Regions from separate parts of the Zea mays genome. Here region 2 is linked to region 1. A link is a contact called in public Hi-C data. All regions are on one chromosome and are shown on one strand. The core of a region is the stretch at or near the end of the contact, and the rest is flanking DNA. Distances in the headings are between cores, read along the strand shown. Region 1 overlaps LOC100383218. Region 2 holds the start of LOC100193424 (nicotianamine aminotransferase 1).

The links. Hi-C and Micro-C count contacts between places; a contact is called where the count stands out from the background.
Region 2: a Hi-C map of endosperm shows a contact between it and region 1, with 2.7 times the contacts expected there. The contact joins the promoter of LOC100193424 here to the enhancer-like site in region 1. A contact is called at or near these places in 4 of 25 Hi-C or Micro-C datasets (ear, endosperm, leaf and 1 more).

What each region holds. Positions count from the first base shown.
Region 1 is chr4:226,697,334-226,702,420 of Zm-B73-REFERENCE-NAM-5.0, forward strand. All of the region lies in intron 2 of LOC100383218, which reads right to left. Among protein-coding and RNA genes, the nearest start is that of LOC100383218, 4.0 kb to the right of the region's middle. Within about 2 kb of position 3,063, at least 2 of the 20 cell types and tissues checked have an H3K27ac peak or open chromatin away from gene starts, as enhancers often do. A contact at or near this core is called in endosperm, where this site is marked.
Region 2 is chr4:226,785,157-226,790,247 of Zm-B73-REFERENCE-NAM-5.0, forward strand. LOC100193424 (nicotianamine aminotransferase 1) reads left to right here and starts at 3,349. Exons shown (of 7, transcript NM_001138546.1): 1 at 3,349-3,779; 2 at 4,271-4,610; 3 at 4,715-4,933; 4 at 5,013-5,072. The coding sequence starts at 3,478.

The sequences.
Region 1 (5,087 bases), core at 1,813-4,312:
CCAACACTAAAACAGAAAACTAAACCACCCGACTTTGAGCTAGGAGGTAAGAAAAACCCTTAGCCCCAGCCAAAGACCACAAGAAAGCTTCCTCCCTAGCCAGCCGAACGGCTACCACCAAGTTTGGATGGGAACCATTGAAGACAACACCATTTTTATGCTTCCACAACATCCAAGCGGCCAAGGAGTCAAAGCCCTTCTTACTCAACCCACCCAGCCGAGCACTATTGAAACACCACCAGTGATCAAAATCATCTATATCCTGTCCTGGAAGGAAGTCCTACAAACCAAAAGGCCTGAGCAACTCAAACCAGAAATGACGCGCAAAGGAGCAGCGGGGCAGCCCACCAGCAGATGGTTGATAGTCTCATCATGTTGATCACAGAGCGGGCAAAGAAGCGACTGAGTCAATCCTCTTTTAGCCAATCTACCTGTTGTCCAAACAAGCCATAGAAAAAACCGACATTTGCTAGGGGCCCATGTCTTCCAAATTCGATCAGCCTGCTTGAAAAACACCGAGCCATGGAACATAGCAGTGTAAGCGGATTTTGAAGAATAATCACCGGAACTAGAAAACCTCCAAACATGATGATCTTGCACATTGGGCTGCAGCAAGGTACCTTCCAGGATCTCAGCCAAATCCAAAAACTGCACCCAGAAAGCATAGGAAAGAGCTCCCTGAACATCTTGAACCCAACTCAAATTAGTCAAGGCATCCTTAACCAATCTACTTTTGGTAACCTTCCTAGGAATAGAGGCAAACACTGCAGGGGCAAGCTCTTGGATGCAGTGCCCATGCAGCCATTTATCAGTCAAAAAGAGTGTGTTTAAACCATTTCCAATCTCAGTATACACAGCAGAATTGAATAGGCAAACCACTTCCTTTGTGAAATGAAGCGGAAAAACAGCCCACGGCCTCCCAGGATCTGATTTCTGCAACCAAAGCCACCTGACTCTAAGAGCCCAACCAAACAATTTTAAATCAAAAAGACCAAGACCACCCAATTCTTTAGGACGAGTGACTTTACTCCAAGCCAAAGAACAGTGCCCTCCCTTGATTTCTTTCCCACCTTTCTAAAGGAAAGCTCTCCTTAATCTGTCAATTGCCTTGATCGCCCAAGCAGGGAGATCCAGGGCCATAGCCAAATACACAAATCTGGAAGTCATAACCGACTTAATATAAACAGCCCGGCCAGCCTTGGACATAAGCTCCGCCTTCCATCCTGGAAGCATGACCGCAATACGATCAATGATAGATTGCAATTGCGGCCTAGATAGACGTTTTAAGGATAATGGAAGCCCAAGATATTTGCATGGGAAATTAGACAGCTGGCAAGGTAAAGATGTCTGCACTGAAGCCAGATCTTCCTCATCACAATGAATTGGGAAAACATTACTCTTCTGAATGTTGGTCTTCAGACCAGAGGCTTCACCAAAAAAATGTAGAATCCCCTTAAATGCCTCAATATCAACCACATCCGGCCGAAGGAAAACAACCACATCATCTGCGTATAAAGAAATCCGGTGGTGAAGGAATCTCGAAGAAAGGGGCTGGAGAACCCCTTCTGCAGAGGCACGCTGCACCATAATATTAAGGACATCCATAACCAAGACAAAGAGCATAGGAGACAATGGGTCATTAGCTAAGCCAACCCGGTCACCATGGTCACTGACACAACATATTATGTTAGATTGGAAACCCTAACCCAATCAGGGCGGGCATTTCTATATAGATAGAGTTTTACATAGGCTAGACTAAAGCCCATTAAAATAGAGTAACACAGTCTACCATCCCACCGCAATCGCAACTCTATCCATTACAGATGTTGTGACTGGACCGAAACTCCGAGAACACCGTAGACCGGAGGCCCTTGGTGAAGATGTCGGCGAACTAGGAGGTGGTCGGAATGCAGACATCGCCAACAGTGACACGCTCGCAGAAGAAGTGAAGATGGATCTCCACGTGCTTCGTGCTTAGACAAGGGTTGCGAACGCAAGAGGGCTATGAAGCTCCTAGAGCAGCTGCCGAAGCCAGGAGGCCATGTCGCTGGCCACAACGCGGTACTCAGCCTCACGTCGGAGCGGATCACGACGGACTGCCGCTTCGAGGACCAGAAGAGGAGGTTGGCATCCAAGAACACGGCGTAGCCAAAGCTGGACCAGCGCGTGTCGGGGCAACCGGCCCAATCAGCGTCGGTGTAGACAACTAGCTCAGAATGCGAAGAGGGTCTAAGAAGGCCGTAGTCAAGGGTGTCATAAAGGTAGCGAAGAATCCGCTTCGCAGCGGTGAGATGCGGCTCCCGTGGGGTGTCCATGTGAAGGCACACCTGCTGGACAGCGTAGGCGATGTTGAGTCGGGTGAAGGTGAGGTATTGTTTAGCTCGGCGAGGTTGTGGTAGGCCGTCACATCACCGACTAGGGCGCTGTCGTTGTTGGGGACCTTCGTCCGGGTGTCGATATGCATGAAGTATGGTTTGCAATCGGACATGCCATCCCGCTCTAGAATGTTGATAGTGTATTGGCACTGGTAAAGGAAGAGGCCCTAAGGGCAGCGTTCCATGGCAACCCTCAGAAAGTGATGGAGAAGGCCCAAGTCCTTTATCGCAAACTCGCGTTGCAGGGAGGTGATCATGCACTAAAGAAGGGAGAGACTGGACACTATGAGCATGATGTCGTCGACGTAGAGCAGGAGGTAGATGGTGTCGCCGCCGCGCCGAAAGAAAAACAAGGACGTGTCCAACTTGGCCTCAACAAAGCCAAGTGAGACCAAGTAGGAGGCAAAGCGACTGTACCAGGCCTGTGGTGCCTGCTTGAAGCATACAAGGAGTGGTTAAGCTTGCACACCATACATGGGTGAGTGGAGTCGACAAACCTGGTGGACTGGCAGGCTGCAGTACACCGTCTCGGTCAGAGTGCCGTGAAAAAAAACATTCTTGACGTCCTGCTAGTGGAGAGGGCCCAAGTCACATCACCGACTAGGTCACTGTCGTCGTCGGAGACCATCCAGGTGTGACAGGCGTGATGCATGGTTTGCAATCGTACATGTCAGACCGCTCTAGAATGTCAGTTGTGTACTGGCGCTGGTGAAGGAAGAGGCCCTGAGAGCAACGTTCCACGGTGACCCCAAGAAGAGGTGGAGAGGGCCCAAGTCCTTTATCGTAAACTCAGGCTGCAGGGAGGTGATCATGCACTGGAGGAGGACAAGATTGGACACTATGAACATGATGTCGTCGACATAGAGCAAGAGGTAGATGGTGTCGTCATCGTGCCGAAGGATAAACAGGAATGTGTCCGACTTGACCTCGATGAAGCCAAGGGAGACTAAGTAGAAGGTGAAGCGAGTAAGCGACTATACCAAGCCTGTGGCGCCTACTTGAGGCCATAAAAGGAGCGGTTAAGCTTGCACACCATACCTAGGTGAGTGAAGTCGACGAACCCGGTGGATTGGGTGCAGTTTACCCTCTTGGTCATAGTGCCATGAAGAAAGGCATTCTTGACGTCCAACTAGTGGACCGCCCAATCCTAGGAGAGCCAAGAGAGAGAACGGTCCGACGGTGTCGAACTTCACGAAAAGACAAGAAGTCTCATTGTAGTCCACTCTAGGGCGCTGAGTGAAGCCCTAAAGGACCCAACGAGCCTTGTACCACTCGAGGAAACCATCGGCCATGAGCTTGTGCCAAAAGATCCACTTGGCGATGACCACGTTGGTGCTAGGGGGACACGGCGCCAGCTCCCATGTGTGGTTGGCCAGCAAGGCTACATACTCATCCATAGCGTGACACCAGTGGGGGTCAGCGAGCGCGCTATGGACGAAGGACGATACAAGCAAGGGAGGTCGAACGGTGGTGACCGTGAGCACCAGCCGGACGACGGATAGGAGAACGTCGAGTGTCATGATGGATGGCAACCGGATGGTGCATCGGCGGCTCGGCGTGTGAACAGGCTAGGCACGGGGCAGCTCGTCGAAAGAGTAGATCGATGGATTAGGCCACACACGTCGTTGGTAGATGCGGGCAAAATCGACGAAACGAGCCATAGGCACCGAAAAGTACAGGGCGGTGTGTGGTGCGGCCGGTGAAACGAAAATGTTCATTGAGCCATTTCTAAGTGTTTTGGTGATTAACTGCCTAACACACTACTTTGAACTAACCATCTTGGTATGACCATGAGCACAGGTTCTATTCAAGCAAATTGAAGATGCAAAGTCCAAATGAGTTGGATTAAAAGACCAAAACGTGCAACCTTGGGCAAAACCACAAAAACAGGAGGGTTAAATGTTTAAATATGTTGCACTCACTTTATGTTGTTTCTTGCACTACTATTTGCACCCAGCCGCCACCGGCGCCGGGACAACAGCCAGTTGCCCAGCGTCCGACCCTGCACCATAGTCTCGTCAAACACCCAGACCTTGAAAGTGGAAAGAGTATTTGCAAAAGTTTGTCGAGGGATGGCAAAAGCTTTGTTAATCTCCCCTGTGAGGGCACTGTACGGGGGTATTTATAGGCACTCGAGTGGCCGCCTGTCCCTTGTAAAAGACGTTTATGCCCTCGAGTACCCGGTTTATCCCCAGAATATTCCCACGAGGGGAGGTTACAGACAGTCATTACGGTAAAGGCTATTACAGACGTGGCCCGTAACGCGCTTATCCTCGCAGGGCCCGTTATCATGGACCGAATCCCGCGTGGGCCTCCCGGGGCGGTGATGACGTGGGAGACCCATAGACTTCGACAAAGCCTTCGTCTTTCAACAGCAAGGGCGAAGTGGACCGCGCCGGTCTCCGTCCAGTCGACGCCTTCGGGTTGTTCGGACGCATTCTGTGGATGTAGCATTCGTCAGAGTGATGAGGAGACGAAGGCATCGAGCGAAGGGTAGCGTGTTCGCCTTCGCCCCAACACGGCACCTACATGGTGGCCGACGTCTAGGGCTCCAAGGCCAGCAACAGGTTAGGGAAGGACGGTGGCTTTGATACCATGTTAGATTGGAGACGCTAACCCAATTAGGGCAGACACTTGTATATATATCGAGTTGTGCATGGGCTGGGTCAAAGCCAATTACAATACAGTAACACACAGTCTAACATATTCTAT
Region 2 (5,091 bases), core at 2,099-4,598, 88 kb after region 1:
AAGCTGGTGCTTGGCGGCGCGATGGGCGGTGGTCAAGCCTCAGTCGAGCAGTGCTCAGGCCTCAGGAGGCCAGTGGGCGGCTCTTCGGCCTTAAGCGCACGGTGGGAGCAGCATTTTCAGAAGTGTGCGAGCCTACCTGTCAGAAATTAGGCCTACCGTCCAACACAATAGTGCTCAGGCCTCAGGAGGCCAGTGGGCGGCTCTACGTACATTTTCATTTTTCATTTTGTAGTATATAAATGCTACTCGTGCTATGGGTACTCACATGTACTTCTCCATGTAAATCTTACTAAAACTGCTACTCGTGCTATTCGTAGTTATGTAGTATCATTGGCCGTTACTCTATAGTTTGGTCAGAGAACTTTTAATTCGTAATCACTGTTGAGATTTGCAAATTGCAGTTGTTTACTATTTTCTCCATATGTTGATGTGTTTGTAATCAAAATGGGGTGGATTGGTAGAGAAGACGGATCATTTTTTGTAGTTGGTTTCAATTGAGTATTTGAGTAAGCTGAATTGCCAAAAGGTTATGGCTTTTCGCTAAAGAAGAATAATCTTCGACCACTGCGTTAAGGAAGGAGAGAGTGACTGACCGGACCAGGCAACCACATCGCTGTAACGCGAAACGTTCAGTCAGATCAACTCATCAACAGGCCTAGGACCAAAACAAAAAAAGGTAATAGCAGTTTTCTTAAAACAGAATTCACTTTGAAGAATGGAAATAAGTGTATTTCTATTGTACATAGTTTTACTAAAATGTTTTTTGGTTTTAGAAAAAACCATGTGGGTTTAATACTGTGTAATACCTAATACTAAATCAGTTCTGCCCATAGTTCATCATCATGGTGCTCCATAAATCCAACAATTTGTATGCATTTTCAAGAGTTATGTTACTGTTCAATCATATATATCAAACGTTGGCTAATATAGATCAGGATGTCTCATAAATGGTAATATAATGGATAGGCAAGTTCATAAATATACCTAGCAGTGACAATACAAAAGACCGTATGAACCAAGAACTTATACTAATTCTTTCCTGAAATAAAAGGCATTGAACACTTCCTTTTCTTAAAATAATTTAAAAAGAAAGAAATTCAGTAAGATTTTTGTAGGTATACTTCATCTGGCTTACATAAGATATTTCAGTTATTTTAAACAACTTTCTTTTCTTACAAGGAACAATAACATAATTTATTTCTGACTGCGAGGGTTTGATCCATCTCTGCCTATATTAAGAGATATTGAACACTTTCTTTTCTTAAAATAATTAAAAAAGAAAAAAATAGTGAACCTGTCAGAACAATAGGCCAATTAACAGCCTTCTCTGTCAAAGCCATTAAAGCTCACACACTCCTCAGAGATAATAAATCAAAACTTAGTGTTCAGGAAAGTTGAATACGTGATGTTCTACATCGCTCCTTAAAGCTCACACACTAACCAAACTTGGAACTATCAGTACTAAAAATGCCTGAAGAATAGAACTGGAGTAGTTCCAAGTCTCCTTATAGACAACTGCATAACAAATACAGTAAGACTGAGAATGAAACATAACAATTGATAAAAAAACATCCATAGCTATAAATGGTTTATTGATTAGGAAAGCTAAAAGGATACTGAAGCAAGATCAGATGGAGACCACTTAAGATAAGGTAGATCCATGCATGCTGCGTGTGTTCGCTTAGTAACCATCTTGGCATGGATGAACACTTGATATAACACTTGCATGAACACTTGATAGCAGACAAAAACAGATTACCCTAAAAACCACCCAACCTCTCTGAGTTCTATACAATATATTATTACTTCTACCTTCTCTACAACTTACTGCTATCTTTGCAACTTACTGCTATTTCCTTTCTTCTACAAACCACCCAACCTAAGGATGCTAAAAATGTGTCTCCCATTGCATAGGAGTTGTGCCCAAAGACTAACATCTAAGTATGTACTGTGTAAAAATATAGTTAAAATGACAAGGAAACATTATAGCATCTTCTAAACCTTGTGTAAAACATGTTTAGTTATATGATCCTTCACTTCAAACTATAAAAACATATCACATGATTGATGAGGATGAACCAATTCTGTAAAAAGCCATTGGGTAATTATTAATATTTTTCTCATGTGTGGTTCTATTTTACACATATAGAACCATATAGACATTGAGGATTGAGAAGTTGCAGAGATGTACCTGGATGGGGATTGGCGCCGCAACTTACTGGATCGCAGAGATGTACCCGGATGGGATTGTTGGCAACGCCTATCTGTTTTGGGGGTGGCATGGTCCTTAAGTAACACTCCTTTCTCCATCGATGGGAAGTGGGCGAGGATTTGGGTGAGCTGTCTGCGTTGAACGCGGGGAGGGGTTTGGGGAAGGGCATCGTTGGTGGGGAGGAATTTGGGGAGCGGCTGCCGGCGTTGAAGGCGGGCGAGGATTTGGGGCGAGATCCGGCGTTGAAGGCGGGATGGGCTCGGGCTCCGGCTCTGTTGGCGTTCGTGTCGTAGAAGGCGGCATCTCGGCCAGAGCAGCGCGTGGGGAGGAAGACGCGCGTAGAAGGAGACATTGGGGAAGGGCGTTCGCAGCCGTTGGGGAAGGGCGCCGTTAGTGGGGAGAAAGCAGCGCGTGGGAAGGAATTTGTGGTGCGACTGCCGGCGTTGAAGGCGGGCAAGGGCGGCAGCCGCAACTTGTGCATCTCGGCAGCCGTTGGGGCAGGGCGCCATTGGTGGAGAGAAAGCAGCGCGTGGGGAGGAATTTGGGGTGCGGCTGCCGGCGTTGAAAGCAGCGTGTAGGGGAGGTAGCCGCGCGTGAGATAGGCGGGGGCACGAGGGGCTGTGGACGCCCTCCTTACGTTCATAATAGGAGTAGAGATTCCTAATAGAGTGGTATAGACTTGACTACTCCTTGCTAATGAGGTCGAGATAATAAATACATTGTTTGTTTTCATTTTATTATTATGCATCGATATTTTATTGAATATTTATGTATCGTATTAACATATGATCATCGACTAGTTGTTGATTAACACAATAGTTGTGAATGGGCCAACAAAGTAGAATAAAGAGGAGGAAAAGACAAGCAAGGACTGCGCGGATCATGCATGCTCCGTGCACGGACCACCCTACCGGCGTCTGTGTTTGTATTGTATGCTACCAGGCACGCACCAGCTACCACCAACGCAAGGACAAAACGGAGTAGTGAGTGAGGACGAGGGGATGCCGTCTCGGCTGCCAAAGCGGCCTGGCAGACTCCCGGCCGGGGCGCGTGAATCGTGCCGCCCGGCCCGAGGCCCAAACCTGCTGGCGGCCGCGTATAAAAAGGTGGAGTGGAGGCACACTTGACTAGCCAGGGACCAAATCAACTCAAGTCATCGAGTCCACAGCTCGCGCGCGCAGCCAATCGCTCTCCCTCCGGCCTCCACAGCCCAAAACCACCTCGGCCCCACTTCTTCTCTCCGTCGCCCCCTGTTTGTCCAACCCATGGCGACCCACGCCAGCGACAATGGCAGCGGGCACGCGGAGTGGCGGTTCGCTCGGGCGGCGAAGGAGGGTGCGCTGGCCGTGGCCGGGGACAAGATGAGCATCCGGGCGGCGCGGTTCAAGATCAGCGCGAGCGTGGACGGGCGCGACCCGCGGCCCGTGCTGCCGCTTGCGCACGGGGACCCCTCGGTGTTCCCGGCCTTCCGCACCGCCGCCGAGGCCGAGGACGCCGTGGCCGCCGCGCTCCGGACGGGCAAGTTCAACTGCTACCCCGCCGGCGTGGGCCTCCCCGAAGCCCGCCGGTACGGTTAATCAATTCGCTCTCGCTCTCGATGGTGTGCACGTTGTTCCCGTGTGCCGATGCCACCACCAACCGCGTAACTTAATTCCTTCATGATGGGCATTGCCACCATGGAGTATTTCCTAACAAGAAAACACTACGGGAAATGAAGGGAACTACCTAGCGTGCTGGAATGGGCTTGCTTGTTCTGATGAAGCACCTGTACTGTACAGTACTTCTGTATGTGTTGTTGCATACAGGACTCAAGACAGGCGAAACACTGCCAAATATACACATACATTCTCGTTGCTACGGGATAACTGGCAGTATATTCTCTAAGAATATTGTAGCACATTATCTTCCTTAACGAGCTCAGTCTTTCACATATTTTTGCCAAACTTATTATTGACCGGCGTAACCTGTTTATATTTTTTTTTTTTGCAAATTTTATTATTGACTGGCGCAAGACAGGTGAATACTGATTTTTCTATTGCTGCTTTTTAAAAAAAACAGTGCTCTGGCGGAGCACCTGTCAAGTGATCTTCCATACAAGCTGTCAACTGATGACATCTTCCTCACCGCTGGAGGCACTCAAGCCATTGAGGTTGTCGTCTCAGTCCTTGCCCAACCGGGCGCCAACATATTGCTCCCAAGACCAGGCTATCCAAATTATGAGGCGCGTGCAGGACTGCACAACTTACAAGTTCGCCATTTCGATCTGATTCCTGAGAGAGGGTGGGAAATCGATATCGACTCTCTGGAGTCGATTGCTGACAAGAACACCACCGCAATGGTCATCATAAACCCCAACAATCCTTGCGGCAGTGTCTACACCCGTGAACATTTAGCCAAGGCATGGCTGCTTATCTCACTGACCATTTAAATGAAATTGAATTTAGTTTAACTAGTCCTCGCGGAGACCAAATTGTGTTCTAAGCACGTCTTGATGTCATTTAGGTCGCGGAGGTAGCAAGGAAGCTTGGAATACTAGTCATCGCTGATGAAGTGTATGGAAACCTGGTGTTTGGGGACACCCCTTACGTCCCAATGGGTGTCTTTGGCCACATTGCCCCTGTCTTGAGCATAGGATCACTATCGAAGAGGTGGATAGTGCCTGGGTGGCGACTTGGTTGGGTAGCTGTATGTGATCCCAACAAGATTCTGCAAGAAACCAAGGTAAATCATTAGCCTGTATCCTACGTCCTTATTTCAAGTAGTGTTGCTACGCTGTTTCACTAACTATCGACTTCTGCAGATCATTGCATCAATAACAAACTTCCTTAACGTTTCAACTGATCCGGCAACTTTTGTTCAGGTTAGTAGCTTGTACATTT